Linked DNA regions of Zea mays: regions 1 and 2 are each linked to region 3. A link is a contact called in public Hi-C data. All regions are on one chromosome and are shown on one strand. The core of a region is the stretch at or near the end of the contact, and the rest is flanking DNA. Distances in the headings are between cores, read along the strand shown. Region 1 has its middle 45 kb from the start of LOC100501573. Region 2 holds the start of LOC100280773. Region 3 holds the start of LOC100282059.

Region 1 (4,142 bases), core at 1,055-3,554, 220 kb after region 3:
GGAATCCCTCACCTGACCGCCATCGCAGCAAAATCAACCCAAGGACCTCCCTACACTGACCACTCCCCTACTTCCCTTGCCCCTTTCGGGTAAGGTAGTCATCCACTAGCTTTCCTAGTTAATCAGCCAAGGGCGTCCCATTAAACCCATGTGGTAGCACTGTTTTCCCAGGTGGTTCTCCATGTTCCCATTAACATAATGATCTTATCATGAACAGTAAATAATGAACATATAATAAAAAGTGTAATCATGAGTAATAAATATCTCTATACCCAAATCCACATAAAGCAATAGCATGTACTACCCAAAAATTTAGTAGTAAAACTAGTGGTGAAACAAGGTATAAAGATAGTCAAATCTAGGGTAACCTATTGGGTCCTAGCAAAATTAACCTATGCAGATCATTATGATTAATAAGAACATGAATGGGTAAAAGAAGTGATCAAGGGCACAACTTGCCTTCAATGAGCTCCTGCTCAGCAGTCTCTACCAGCTGAACCCCAGGATCCTCTGTCACAGGCTCTTCTACTCGCCACAATACAAACAAGCACAATATATAGAGAAAATTAACATCACACCAAACATGTAAACAAAATACACAATAATAATCTACATATTAAAATAGAATCCTAGGAACAAAAATCATAATTTTTGGAGTTACAGATTTTAAGATATGAATTTCCAAAGGTTTTATGTGGTTGAAATAGGATTAAGTGAGAAATTATTTTACTTACTATTGTCATGACAAAACAGAGACTCTAAGTGATAGAGAATAAAATTACAAAATTTTAGAAAGTGGAATGGATTAATTTGGAGCAAGTATGAATTTTCTATGAATTTATTAAGTTCTAGTAGTTATTTTCATATTAAAATCCATTTTCTATTTCATTTATTCAAATTAAATGGGTTCTGGACTGGGCCTCAATTACTAGAAAAGACAGGGGCTTCAGTGAACATTTTCCTAAGTTACACAATACTGTTACGTGGACTGCGGGTTTATTCTAGAAAAGCAGAGTGGCTCTTATGCAAGTCTTCCAGGCCGAAAGGGTATCTGTAGTTCTGAGCCGTTGGATTAAAAATCAAGGGCTAGGGTTAGATCTCAAATATAACGAATCTGTATGCAACTAGGTCCATTGGATATGGGATCAACGGTCGATGACTTGCCACGCCCTAACCAAATCAGAACGGCCCGATTCCGCATCTACGGCCCAAATCCGATCGCGCGAAGGGGTATACGATGCCATAATCTCGTCCATCCATCGCCTATCCGACAGCCACTGTTCCTTTCTCCAGCTACAACCCCATCAAGCAGCCCACGCGCGGCGGCGCTGCCAAGCTCACGACAATGAAGTTCGCCGGAGATGCATAGTTTCCCTCTCTGGTTCCCAAAACCCGGATCTGAAGAGTGCTACGCGGAGGGGGTGTTAATGCGAACAGGGTGGAAAGAATTTTACCGGTCGATCAAGATGGCAAGGCCAAACCGCGGCGCTCTTTGAAGCACGCCCAGGTCCACGACTCGACGGCGTTCGCGCAGTCTTCACGCCCGGCGAGGAGGCCAGGTCTGCTCTACACCGCACGCACAGGGAAGTCTTGGACGTCCAGTGCACGGCTCCGTTGAACTCCCTCCCGATGGCAACACACCCGTTCTCTCGCTCTTGTTGCCTTTCTCTCTCTCGCCAGTCGGCCATGGTGGATGTCCATCGCCGGCGAAGACCCGACGGAACCTGGCACCAGGCGCAGGGCGTCGGCGTCGGTCGTCTTCGTCGCCACGAGAGAAAGAGGGATGAACGCCTGAATAGTAGAAGAATCCCAAGAAACAGGAACAACAATTCTTCCTCCTTCGGTCTCTCTGTTTCATGGCGGTAGATGTCTCCCTGGCGCACGCGAAGACCCGAACGTCCTATGCATCTGGGTGCGGTAGTATGAGGGCACAATTATATGCAGGTTGGAATCGAACTCTGATGGGATTTGCTAGGCCGCGATGCTTGGATTTCTGTTGCGCGGAGTCCACGGTAATCACGAGAGGATGAAGACGAGCTTGCAGCGGATCTCACCCGATGACCAATCCGCGCTCCACTCGCTAGGCGTGCGAAAGAAGTCCGTGCGCGATGGGAAGGTTGGTCAGCGGGCCTGCCCGTCAGTAGCGCTACAGCCGCACGGCCAGGGAAGCAGTAGCGGGATCCGAGTCATGCGGCGATTTCTGTTGAGATTGGGTCTGCGTCGAGCCGTCGAGTAAGTGGGGGAAGAAGATGACGATTGGGCCCCGCTGGTCAGCGAAGGACCCGGTAGGGTGACTGCGCGCGCGGGCGTGGGGGTAATCGGGCCACGCGGCGGGTTAATGAAGTGGGCCGAAAATGAGCAGTGGCGGCCCAGGCGCATGGCTTTCTTCTTTTCTTTTTTTTTCTTCTTTTTTTCCTTTTTGATTCATTTTCTTTTCATTTGAATTTCTAATTTGAATTTTGAATCTTGTTATGAACTTCACATTTGAGTCAAATGTACAAACTCAATTCTGTGTAAGAATATATATATTTTTTTATACTTATTTTTATCCACATAGTAATTTCTCTTCTTCTCCTTTTTTTATAAATTCTTGAATTTCTTTTAGGATTTAATTTCCCATTGGGGCATTAACATAATAATAATAATTATTTTTTACTGTATTTTTATATCATCACAAAATGCACACAAAGTAAGATCCAGCATGATGCACAAGTGTTGATGTGTTCTTTACTGTATTTTTTACTGTATTTATGTGTTCTTTGTTCTAATTATCCACTTTTAACCAGTGTTGATCACATGTAATGAATAGTAGAGGCCACAAACTATTGAGATTATCCCTATCCACTTTATTACACTTTTGAGTATTACAAGCCGGGGAACGGGATCCGACGTAGCCCATATCCCGAGACGAAGCCTCAGAAGTGGGAGAAACTCCCGACGAATGAGTACATCGAGAAAGGCGCAACTCTCGCTGCCGCGATCACCGACAAGCTCAAGACCAGGAGCGAGAGCTAGCCGAGCAGGACGCCAGGCTACGGCGAGAGAACCCTCTCCTCGCTCGGAACCTGTACCCCAATTTTGCTCGAGCACTAAACACACCAAGTGAAGTCAGAGGAGTACTTGCACAGATGGCTGACGGTCTCCCGCGAACCCCAGACGCGGACGGCTACCGGTGGCTGCTTACTCAGGCAGCTAATCACCTTCTACCCCTCGCTCATCCCGTGAACGACCTGCGTCATGCCATCAACAGCCGACGAGATGCACGAAGCTCCATCAACGCCTCGCGCGACCGACGACATGAAAATGAGATAAGGCACCGGGAGGAGTACGACCGGGATCACGGCATACCAGCACGGAGTTGTGCCACCCGAGTTGAGTCAGCGGCAGGCTCAACCAGTGGGTCGTTCTAGGGACGGTCGAGACGACCAGCTACTGACTGCCCTCCTCAGAACCGACGACATGAACACCGACATGAAGACGCATACGGAGTCTCCACACTCACTCTGTGTCTTCGAACCATCCAATGGCCTCCCAACTTCAAGGTCTCTAACGTCGACAAGTATGAGCCTAAGCAAGACCTGGGTGGCTGGTTGGCCGTCTACACGACTGCCGCTCGGGTAGCTGGGGCAATGGAGGACGTCATGATGGCGTACTTGCCCATTGTCCTAGGGCAAGACGCGCTACAGTGGCTCCGACATCTACCTCGACACTGCATCGACGATTGGAGCGACTTCAGTCGTCGCTTCATTGCCAATTTCCGGTCTCTCTCCAATAAGCCGACGCAGCCATGGGACCTCAAATCCATCAGGCGCCAGAATGATGAGACCCTCCGGTCGTTCCTCAATAGATTTCAAACAATGAGGAACCGCATCCCCGAAGTCCTTGAGGCAGCCATAATTGAAGACTTCTACCGGGATCCAACGACTCGACCTTCGTCCGAGTCATACTCTAGAAAGTGCCAGCCACCTCCAAACAACTGTTCTGAGAAGCCAGGTGCATCTCATACATGCGCCAAGAAGACAACATATACAATAACAGAGTGTATAGAGATAAATGTCATAAAACATCAGAGTATTTATTACATAGCGGAAGACTTATTACAAAATAAAAGAATAAACATAAAACGAACTAAGGATCGCCGG
Region 2 (4,301 bases), core at 1,628-4,127, 200 kb before region 3:
CCCCAGGCCCTATGAAATGAGAAACCAACCTAATGAGCAGGGCACCAACATACCGGCCAATGCTGCTCAAGCTAATACTGGAACGTATTCCAGTGGCCCTGGTTTGCTGGGATCACCTGCTGCTTCAAGGCCAGCACAAGTTGCTAATAATGTACCATACAGTGGATCCTATGGTGGTTATCATGGTACGGTGGTCCCTCCGATTGCCCCTGCAGTAGAATCTGTTCCCAATGTGGCATCGGGTGTCACTTATGGTACAACTTCAGCGCATAATACAATGAATGCGGGCATGACACAGTCAAACTTGCAGCAGCGTTCACTGAACTCTCACCCGAACCAAAGGTTTGCAGTTCCTTCCATGGCTGGTGGCAGTGGTGCTCCTGGGAATACATATGGACAACCTGCACAGTCGTTTTATCAGCAACCGCCTCCAGGGCATATGAATAGAACTCCTGTGTCTAAGAACGATGCATATCGTCTTGTCCCATTGGCTCAATTGAACCCTTATCTAGATAAATGGACAATCAAGGTCAGGGTAACTGCAAAGACTGATCTCAGGTTCTACAACAATGCTAGAGGTGCTGGAAAAGTCTTTTCCTTTGATCTCCTTGATGAACAGCGTGGAGAAATCCGTGCAACATGCTTCAATACGCAGGCTGATCAGTTTTTTAACCTCATTGAGGTTGATAAGGTGTACCTGATATCTAAAGGGTCGTTGAAACCAGCACAGAAGAAGTTTAACTCCTTGAATCACGAGTATGAGATAAGTCTGGATTCCAGAACATCTATTGAAGTTTGTGCTGATGATGATAGCAACATCCCTAGGCAGCAGTATAATTTCCGGAAGATAAGTGAAATTGAGAACATTGAGAAAGATGCTATTTTGGACTTGATTGGAATTGTCACATCAGTTGGCCCTTCTGTCACGTTTATCCGAAAGGATGGCGTGGAAACCCAGAGAAGAACACTTGAACTGAAAGACATGTCTGGTCGAAGTGTACAACTTACCTTATGGGGGAAGTTGTGTGTTGCTGAAGGCAACCAGCTGCAGTCGCTGTGCGATTCTGGTTTGAATCCTGTTCTAGCTTTGAAAGGTGCCCGCGTTACTGACTACAGTGGTAGATCTGTGTCCTCAGCTGGCTCAACTCAGTTAAAAATAGACCCAGAAATTCCTGAGGCTGAGAGTCTGCGGCGCTGGTACGCAACTGGAGGAAAGACAGCTGCTTGTGTTTCTCTGTCAGTGGTAAGTATGGGTGGTACTTGTGTCCGGAAATCAATCGCTCAGATCAAGGATGAAAATCTGGGGCAGTTAGAGAAGCCAGACTTTATCACTGTTAAAGCTGCAATTTCACATCTGATAGCAGATAATTTTTGTTATCCTGCTTGCACCATTGACGTGAATGGTAGGATGTGCAACAAAAAGGTAACAGATAATGGTGATGGGACATGGCGTTGTGACAAATGCGACCAGAGCTTACCAAATTGTGAGTACAGATACGTGCTGAATGGCCAGATCCAGGACCACAGTGGGGTCACCAATTTTACTGCATTCGAAGATGCTGCTAAGGTGATGATTGGCCACAGTGGCCACGAGCTCAACAACATTAGTGTAGAAGACTCGGAACGATTTGCAGAGATCTTGCAGGCGGCTCGTTGGCAGCAGTTTCTGTTCACGCTGAAAGTCAAGGAGGAGATCTATAATGATGCGCCGCAAGTCAAGTGCAACATTACTAAAGCAGAGAAGCTGGATCCGGCAATAGAGAGTTCTTACCTTCTAGGGGTAATCAATGGCCTGTTGCAGGATGACACTGGCTCACCTTCTGGGGCGCAAGGTGCCATGGCCTACAATGCTGGTATCAGCAACACTGGCGCTGGACGAAGTGTGCCAACCTCCAACAGTGCCTACACCACCAATTTGAGTGGTCCAAGGTATGGCGAGTCTGCAAACCAGCTCGCGCAGCAGGAAAGCACGTACACCGGGGTGACCACTCCAGTGTCGGCGGCACGGAATGTGCAGCAGACCTGCGTGTCCTGCGGGTCAAGTGGGCACAACGTGCAGAACTGCCCTGCAGGAACATACAGGCAGCAGGCGGCTGCAAGCGCAGCAAGCTCCTACGGTACTTCGCAGCCTCGCAATGGACTGTGCTTCAAATGCAATCAGCCTGGACACTTTGCCAACTCTTGTCCACTACTGGCTCCTGCTCCCCAGCAGCAGCAGCAGTATCGGAGCGGCGGCGCTCCCTCAGGCGGTTATGGTAGGCAGCAGCCCTATGTTGGGGCTACCAACTACTGAAAGTCATTATCTCTGTCGAGTCAGTCGTGATGTTGGTTTTGCTTAGATGCCTGTCCTGAATGGCATCGCTGCGTCCATGTGAAGTAGATGCAAACCATTCCTTTTTATGTTTGTGTGTGAAGTTAGAACTATGTATCAGTACTTTATGTTTTCGTCTTATAAATCCTCGTTGCCGTGTCAGTTCTGTTGAATTCGTGGTTTGTCTCCCTGAATAACTCACTGTATGGTGGGTGTAAATTAAATGAAAATCATTTATCAGGAGAACATACTGTGCGACTCTATATATGATTGATTTGTTGAAACAGTACAAACATTGTTTGATAATCGAAATAATACTAAACTTCAATTCCATGAAGCTGGATAAACTTTTTTAAAATGAAGCTGGATAAACTTTTTTAAAAATGAAGCTGGACAAGGCCGAAACAAGAAATGTGTTTCTAAACCGGGCCCAATCTATCACGGCCCATCTGCCAATTTATGGCATGAAACTGCACAAGGCCGAAACAAAATGCTACTGGGCCGGGCCCAACCCAGCGCCACTCTGTAAAATCGCTTCCAGTTTGTCTTCCTCCAGAAAAACCCTACAGTTCATCCCTCTCGACGCGCCGCCGCCGTCTCGCCGCTGCCCACCCAGGTAATTTCCGGGTTTCGGAGTATAGATCCTTCCGGGCGACCCATTTTTTTTAACCTGCTGATGGTAAAGTTTCGTCCGTATGCAGATTGACGGCTCCAATTGGCGCCCATGGCGGAAGAAACCAACGTGAGCCGAAAATTACTGCATTCCCTCCCTCCCCCGGATATTGCTCTCATCTTTCTGGTGCTGTGGATTAATTGTGATTTGGTCCTTGCCTTTTCTTTTCCTTTGTCGAAACAGATAAAAAAGGAGGAAGAGGAGTTCAGCACCGGTCCTCTCTCGGTGCTCATGATGAGCGTCAAGAATAATACCCAGGTTGGCAGATTTCTTCTGGAAAATACAGTGTCTTCTTTGCAGTCTGTCTACATTGACTTACTGGTCAACTATGAAAAATATGTATGTGCTGGTATTTTTGTTGTATAATCTGGTACTATGATATGAATTGTAGTTATGCAGTAATGCAATGTGCCTTCTGTCCAGCTGTGTCAGTATGGTTAACCTTAGTTGGCTGCCTCCTGGTCCTGCTCTTGGTAGTCCTGAAACTTAGATCCATTGTTAGGGTTGTATCTGGCCATAGTTTTTGTGTATCCTTCATCCAAGTATGATCATTTGTGCTGTATTTGAACCTTCTCATTTATTGTCTGAGAGCCTGAGACAAGTATAGTTCTGTGCAGCAGCAGCAGCCTGAAGCTCCTGCTTGACCAAATCATAATGGCCAATAATCTTCTGAGCGAAGACATGTTTATTAGCTGTGGTTCCCAATTGTTTACTAAAACATATCCCTCAGCTGTGTTTCTTATACTATTTTGGTACGTGGAAGTGATGCACTAGTCTGTAGTCAGTGTTGTATTCTTGTCCCCTTAATAACTGTGATGCACACATGTTTCTTACCTTCGGTGGATGGAGGTAATGCTGGCGGCCTTGGTAGTCAGTCAGTATTGCATTGCAACATAATTTGGCAGTTTTGACTATAATGCTAGTACCTCTCTGTCATATAGACTATTGGGTTTCTGTATCTATAGTCTATACTATCTATTTTATAGTCATCCATCCTTATTTCTTTCATAAATAGCAAAAACAAGCATTACTATTTTTTTTACCAACTGATTTACTTGCCTAGTTGCTGCCAACTACCAGACAATCATGTCCCGATGGCCCATATTTCCGCACCCATTCGATCTTATATGTGCACGCTTAACCATAAACCATCGTTTGCTGTACTGTGATCGCTGTGTCATTGTTACTTAACCGTTATATCTTTGTTCCTCTCGCGTATCACATATTATGTGTCCTGTGCCAGCCTGTCTCAGGTTGCATAGATGGTGCTTTTCAACTAACTGTTCCTTATTCTGATAACACATCGTCTCTTATGTC
Region 3 (4,461 bases), core at 1,217-3,716:
TTTGATCCTTCCTCCAAAAAGCAAAGGTATTCTTTGACCTAAGATCTAACTTTGGTTTATAGAGCTCGTGTCCAAAGTGTCATTAGTTGAGCAGTTGTTTGCTTTGGTTATACAATATTTCACTTTGTCTCGACTTAGGTTTTAAAGTTGATCCACCACCTCAAGTGTTTCTTCCACTTGACTAACACTTCAAAGTAAAGTTAATCTAGGTTCTAAAACTTGTCTTTAGTACTTAAGACTCCAAGCCATCTTGTCACTTTCTTAAGAGATGACCATCACCTACTTAGTTCAAGCAAAACTCTTACCCTAAGTCCTATGCTTTAGCTCAAAACCATCACACTTTAGAAAACATTTACCCTAGTAAATGCACTCTAAGTGTAAGCAAGTTAATACAAATGTTTATGATGACATATCAGAGTTTTAGTTAATGTAACACCAGTGGTGTTACATGTGATAAGATAGGTGTTGGAGAGAGACTATTACTCCTCTGTTCCACAAAAAGTCGTATTAGACTTTCAACAAATTCGTTCAATAATTGATGTATGTGTTTTGTATATGTGTCTAAATTTATTATCATTTATTTTTAATATAGACATAAAAAATATGATCTAAAACGACTACTAATTTGGTAGAGGGGGAGTATTAACGAAAGTCGAGTCCTTCCCCAAATCTGATGGGGTGCTTCTCTTTTTCGAACGTCTAGCCTCTGAACTCTCTCGGTGGCGCTTCAGAGCTGCTCCGCCCATCCTAGAAGGCGGAGCGAATGGTTGATGGCGAAGCCGCGTCTACGAGGTTGAATTTTGGTGGCGGTCCTAGGGTTCGACTGGAAGGGGAAAAGGAGGCAACGACTGAAAACAATGATTTGCGGAAGAGATGTGTACCAGTGAATATCCGCAATGAGAGACAAGGTCTAACATTTTACGCAATCACATCCGTGATATGCTGGACTAGTAAATAATAGTTTTTCCTTATACCTTTTTGCGTATCCGCAGTCATGTTTGGAGTTGCTTGAGTCAGCCTTAGGCTGTCCGCGGCAGATCGTGTAAAATAGCGAATTTGTACGATAGATTACACTGTTTACTCCCTCCGTTCCACAATAGAAGTCATATAAGACTTTTAACAAATTCGTTCAATAATTAATATGTATGTTTTGTATATGTGTCTAGATTTAATATTATTTATTTTTAATATAGACATAAAAAGACCTACTAAAACGATTACTAATTTGCTATAGAGGGAGTATTAACGAACGCCGGCCGCGTCCATGATCACTGATCTGATGTCGGTCCGATCTTTTATGCAATCTAATCGTCGCCCGACGACGTGGAAAGATTCTGATTCGGCAACCTGCATACGACAGTGACGGCACTGGCAGAGAATGGCGCAGTAAACTTCTACGAGAGCATGGCATCGATCCATGGCACTATGGCATTCTTCTTCTAGCAGCAGGTGCTGCAACCTCTCGTCTCTCTGCTGGGTGACCATCACCAGTAGGAACAGAGAGCACAGATGCAGAGTTTTTGGCCATGGTACCGGTTTAACATACATATATTATGACATATATCTGAAGCCTACCTCTGAATTCTTAGACGGGCTCCAACAAGGGTGCTCTATCCTAAATTTAGAGGATCAAACAGTCATATACGCTTTTCAGCAATGTCTTCTAAACAGTCATCTAAATTTAAAAGACGTTGTTGGATTCTCTATATATAGAGTTTCCCTAAACGGTCCTCTATCCATTTGAATACTTTAAATAACCGGTTTAGCAAAACTAAAATATATATAATACATCTGAGAGTATGACAAATACATATGTACAAAAAATAAAAATAAAAAATATCTTTAATATAGGTATTTGAATATAGATAACGTGATTTAGAGAATGTTGTATATGAAGGATATATAGAGAATAAAATCTTTTAAAGCATACTGTAAAAAATGAATATCGAAGATAGATATAGAGGACATTGATGGAGACAACCTTAGTCCTAGATAGGATAGTGGATTGTGCACACCCAAACCGATAAAATATGTGATGGAAACCACCTACTAGGCTACTAGAGATGCAAACATGAAACTAGTTTTTTTTGTTAAAAAGAACTTCCGTAACTTGATTTTTTTTTAAAAATGACTAGTTAATTAGAGTGAAAATACTGCAGCAAGATTCTCTTTTCCCCCTTGCTCCTACGGTCCTACCTCTGGCTCTGCCTCCAAAAAAAAACCAAAAAGATCAGGGAAAGAGAGGCTCGTGTCTCTCTACTCTATCCGTATTCCTGCTCCCAAAGCAGAGCAGGTCGGGCCGTGGGGGGTGGTCCCTGGCTCGCCCGCCCGCATCCATTCTTTCCGGCCACCGGCTGCCGTGCGCCGTTCACTCCACTCCGATTCGTCACCCCCGCCTATTTATACCCCTCTCCCCACCCTGCCATCCTCTCATCACAAGCAAAAGCAACAAGGCAGCAGCACAAGCAAGAACCACACCTCCTCCCTTCGCCTGTGATCATGTCGTCTTGCTGCGGCGGCAAGTGCGGGTGCGGCTCCAGCTGCTCCTGCGGCAGCGGATGCAACGGGTAATAATAGATAATCTCACATCGTGTTAATTGAGTAGAGACGCTCGAGTATGTAGACGACGCATGATGGTGTTGGTGTGTGTGCGGCGTCTGAACGTGTACATGTGATTATATGAGTGATCCATCCGGTCATATGCATGCAGCTGCGGTATGTACCCTGACGTGGAGACCGCCGCCACCAGCAGCGTCAAGACCACGGTCCTCGCCGCGCCGACCACCAAGGCCAGCGCCGGCGGCTTCGAGGCGGCCACCGAGGGCGGCGGCTGCGACTGCAACACCTGCAAGTGCGGCACCAGCTGCGGCTGCTCCTGCTGCAGCTGCAACTGAGCTGGCCCGGCCCGGCGATGGCGCACGAGAGTCGAGAGGAGGAGGACGACGACGAGGCGTATAAATATAATAGCGGCGTCCAGTAAATAAGATCCTGTCAACTGCACCCGCCATTATCCATGGTCGCTCGCTCCTCGCCTGCGTCTCCTGGTCCTGGGGTTCGTCTGAACGTCCTCGCGGCTTCACGACGGCGATGCCGCCTCCGTCGATCCTGTCCGTCTCGTGCCGGATTTAATATTAGATCTATATGCGTGTTTTTCTGCGTTATTACTACATCTACATGTGTCTGTCTGTGGTGTGTCTCTCTGACGGCCCCATGCGTCAGCGTCACTGCTTGCTTCAGTTCTGCATCTCACTCTGTTGAGGTGAAAAACTGATAACATCTTTGCAGTGCTAGAAAACCTGAGAACCTCATGATATCTAAGTAACTGAGCCAAGAGAGAGAGAGAGAGAGAGAGTATCTAAGTACCTTGATCCACTTGGACAGCACAGTTAGACTCTGAAACGATCGTTGCATAATGCAGAGTACCCTGAAATTCGAAGCATCGACATGACCAGCTACAGTTCCGGCTACTGTTATGGGTTTTTCTCTTCGCCCCTTTAGATAACAGAATATCGATATCTTTATAAAGGAAATAATGGAATAGTAATGGGCAATGCTACGGCAATTTCCCTACTAGAACGCAATTTCTTAAATAAATTTGAACAGTTATTTTTTTTAGTTTTTAAATTGATTATTTCATTAACCTACAAAATAAAAAAAAACACAGCAAAGCCCTGTAGTGATATCTAACTAGCCCAAAAAGAACAAATGTATGAGTATCTTAATGTGCTTGGAAATATTTTTCGGCGAGAGAGAGAGTGAGAGAGCTCTTAATGTGATTTTAATTGAATGAACCTAAAGAATAGACAGAAAGAAAAAGTTAAAGCGAAATATATGATGGAAAATAAAAGTTACTTGATTCTGAAATGAACATGCAGTCTAATCGTGTCTAAGCATATGTGATGTGCTGGTGTATTCCTTTCCTTATATACAAAGCGCGACGTAAACGTGTGCTCCCGTGCGTCCACGTCGTCACAAAAAACTTGGTGCGTCCAATGCAATTTGAATGGCCACAGGCCGCAACCGAACTCCCTTTCTCGAAGCGTCGGTCTTTCTAGGCCCAGGCCCAGCCGCCTCCAAACGAAGAACCGTCTCGTCGCCTTCGCTTCCTTCTACTCCTCTACGCCATGTGCCTGGATGAGGCCTGCGCGGCGGACAACAGCCACCTGTGCGCGCCGCTGCCCCTGCGGACCCTGTTGCACCTGACGGGCTGCCTGCTCTCGTTATGGGCGCCTGGTAGCAACACCGGCATGCTGGCGCCGTCTGGAGGATTCGAGGATGCCGCGTGCGACACCCTTGGTGCCTTCACCAGCGTCTCGCTACAGGGGAGGGGGCTCGCCGGCACGCTCCTGTCCCCATCACAGTTCTCCGTGCCCACTTTCCAGTGCTCCTGTTGAATAGCATATCCGGTGGCCACAAAGCTACAACTGCACTGTGACTTCAGCTCCTCCACGGCTCCAGCTC

Evidence for each region. Hi-C and Micro-C count contacts between places; a contact is called where the count stands out from the background.
Region 1: a Hi-C map of leaf shows a contact between it and region 3, with 7 times the contacts expected there. The contact joins the enhancer-like site here to the promoter of LOC100282059 in region 3. A contact is called at or near these places in 4 of 25 Hi-C or Micro-C datasets (endosperm, leaf and tassel).
Region 2: a Hi-C map of endosperm shows a contact between it and region 3, with 7 times the contacts expected there. The contact joins the promoter of LOC100280773 here to the promoter of LOC100282059 in region 3. A contact is called at or near these places in 11 of 25 Hi-C or Micro-C datasets (bundle sheath, ear, endosperm and 4 more).

The regions. Positions count from the first base shown.
Region 1 is chr6:45,882,608-45,886,749 of Zm-B73-REFERENCE-NAM-5.0, reverse strand. No RefSeq gene overlaps it. Among protein-coding and RNA genes, the nearest start is that of LOC100501573, 45 kb to the left of the region's middle. Within about 2 kb of position 2,304, at least 20 of the 20 cell types and tissues checked have an H3K27ac peak or open chromatin away from gene starts, as enhancers often do. A contact at or near this core is called in endosperm, leaf and tassel, where this site is marked.
Region 2 is chr6:46,298,029-46,302,329 of Zm-B73-REFERENCE-NAM-5.0, reverse strand. LOC100280773 reads left to right here and starts at 2,877. Exons shown (of 5, transcript NM_001153695.1): 1 at 2,877-2,927; 2 at 2,997-3,053; 3 at 3,168-3,242. The coding sequence starts at 3,036. It overlaps LOC100285427, which reads left to right. Exons shown (of 2, transcript NM_001158320.1): 2 at 1-2,484. The coding sequence ends at 2,293.
Region 3 is chr6:46,098,611-46,103,071 of Zm-B73-REFERENCE-NAM-5.0, reverse strand. It overlaps LOC100282059, which reads left to right and starts at 2,466. Exons shown (of 2, transcript NM_001154972.2): 1 at 2,466-2,567; 2 at 2,711-3,166. The coding sequence starts at 2,500. The coding sequence ends at 2,894. LOC103629248 (a long non-coding RNA gene) reads left to right here. Exons shown (of 2, transcript XR_554248.4): 2 at 704-1,155.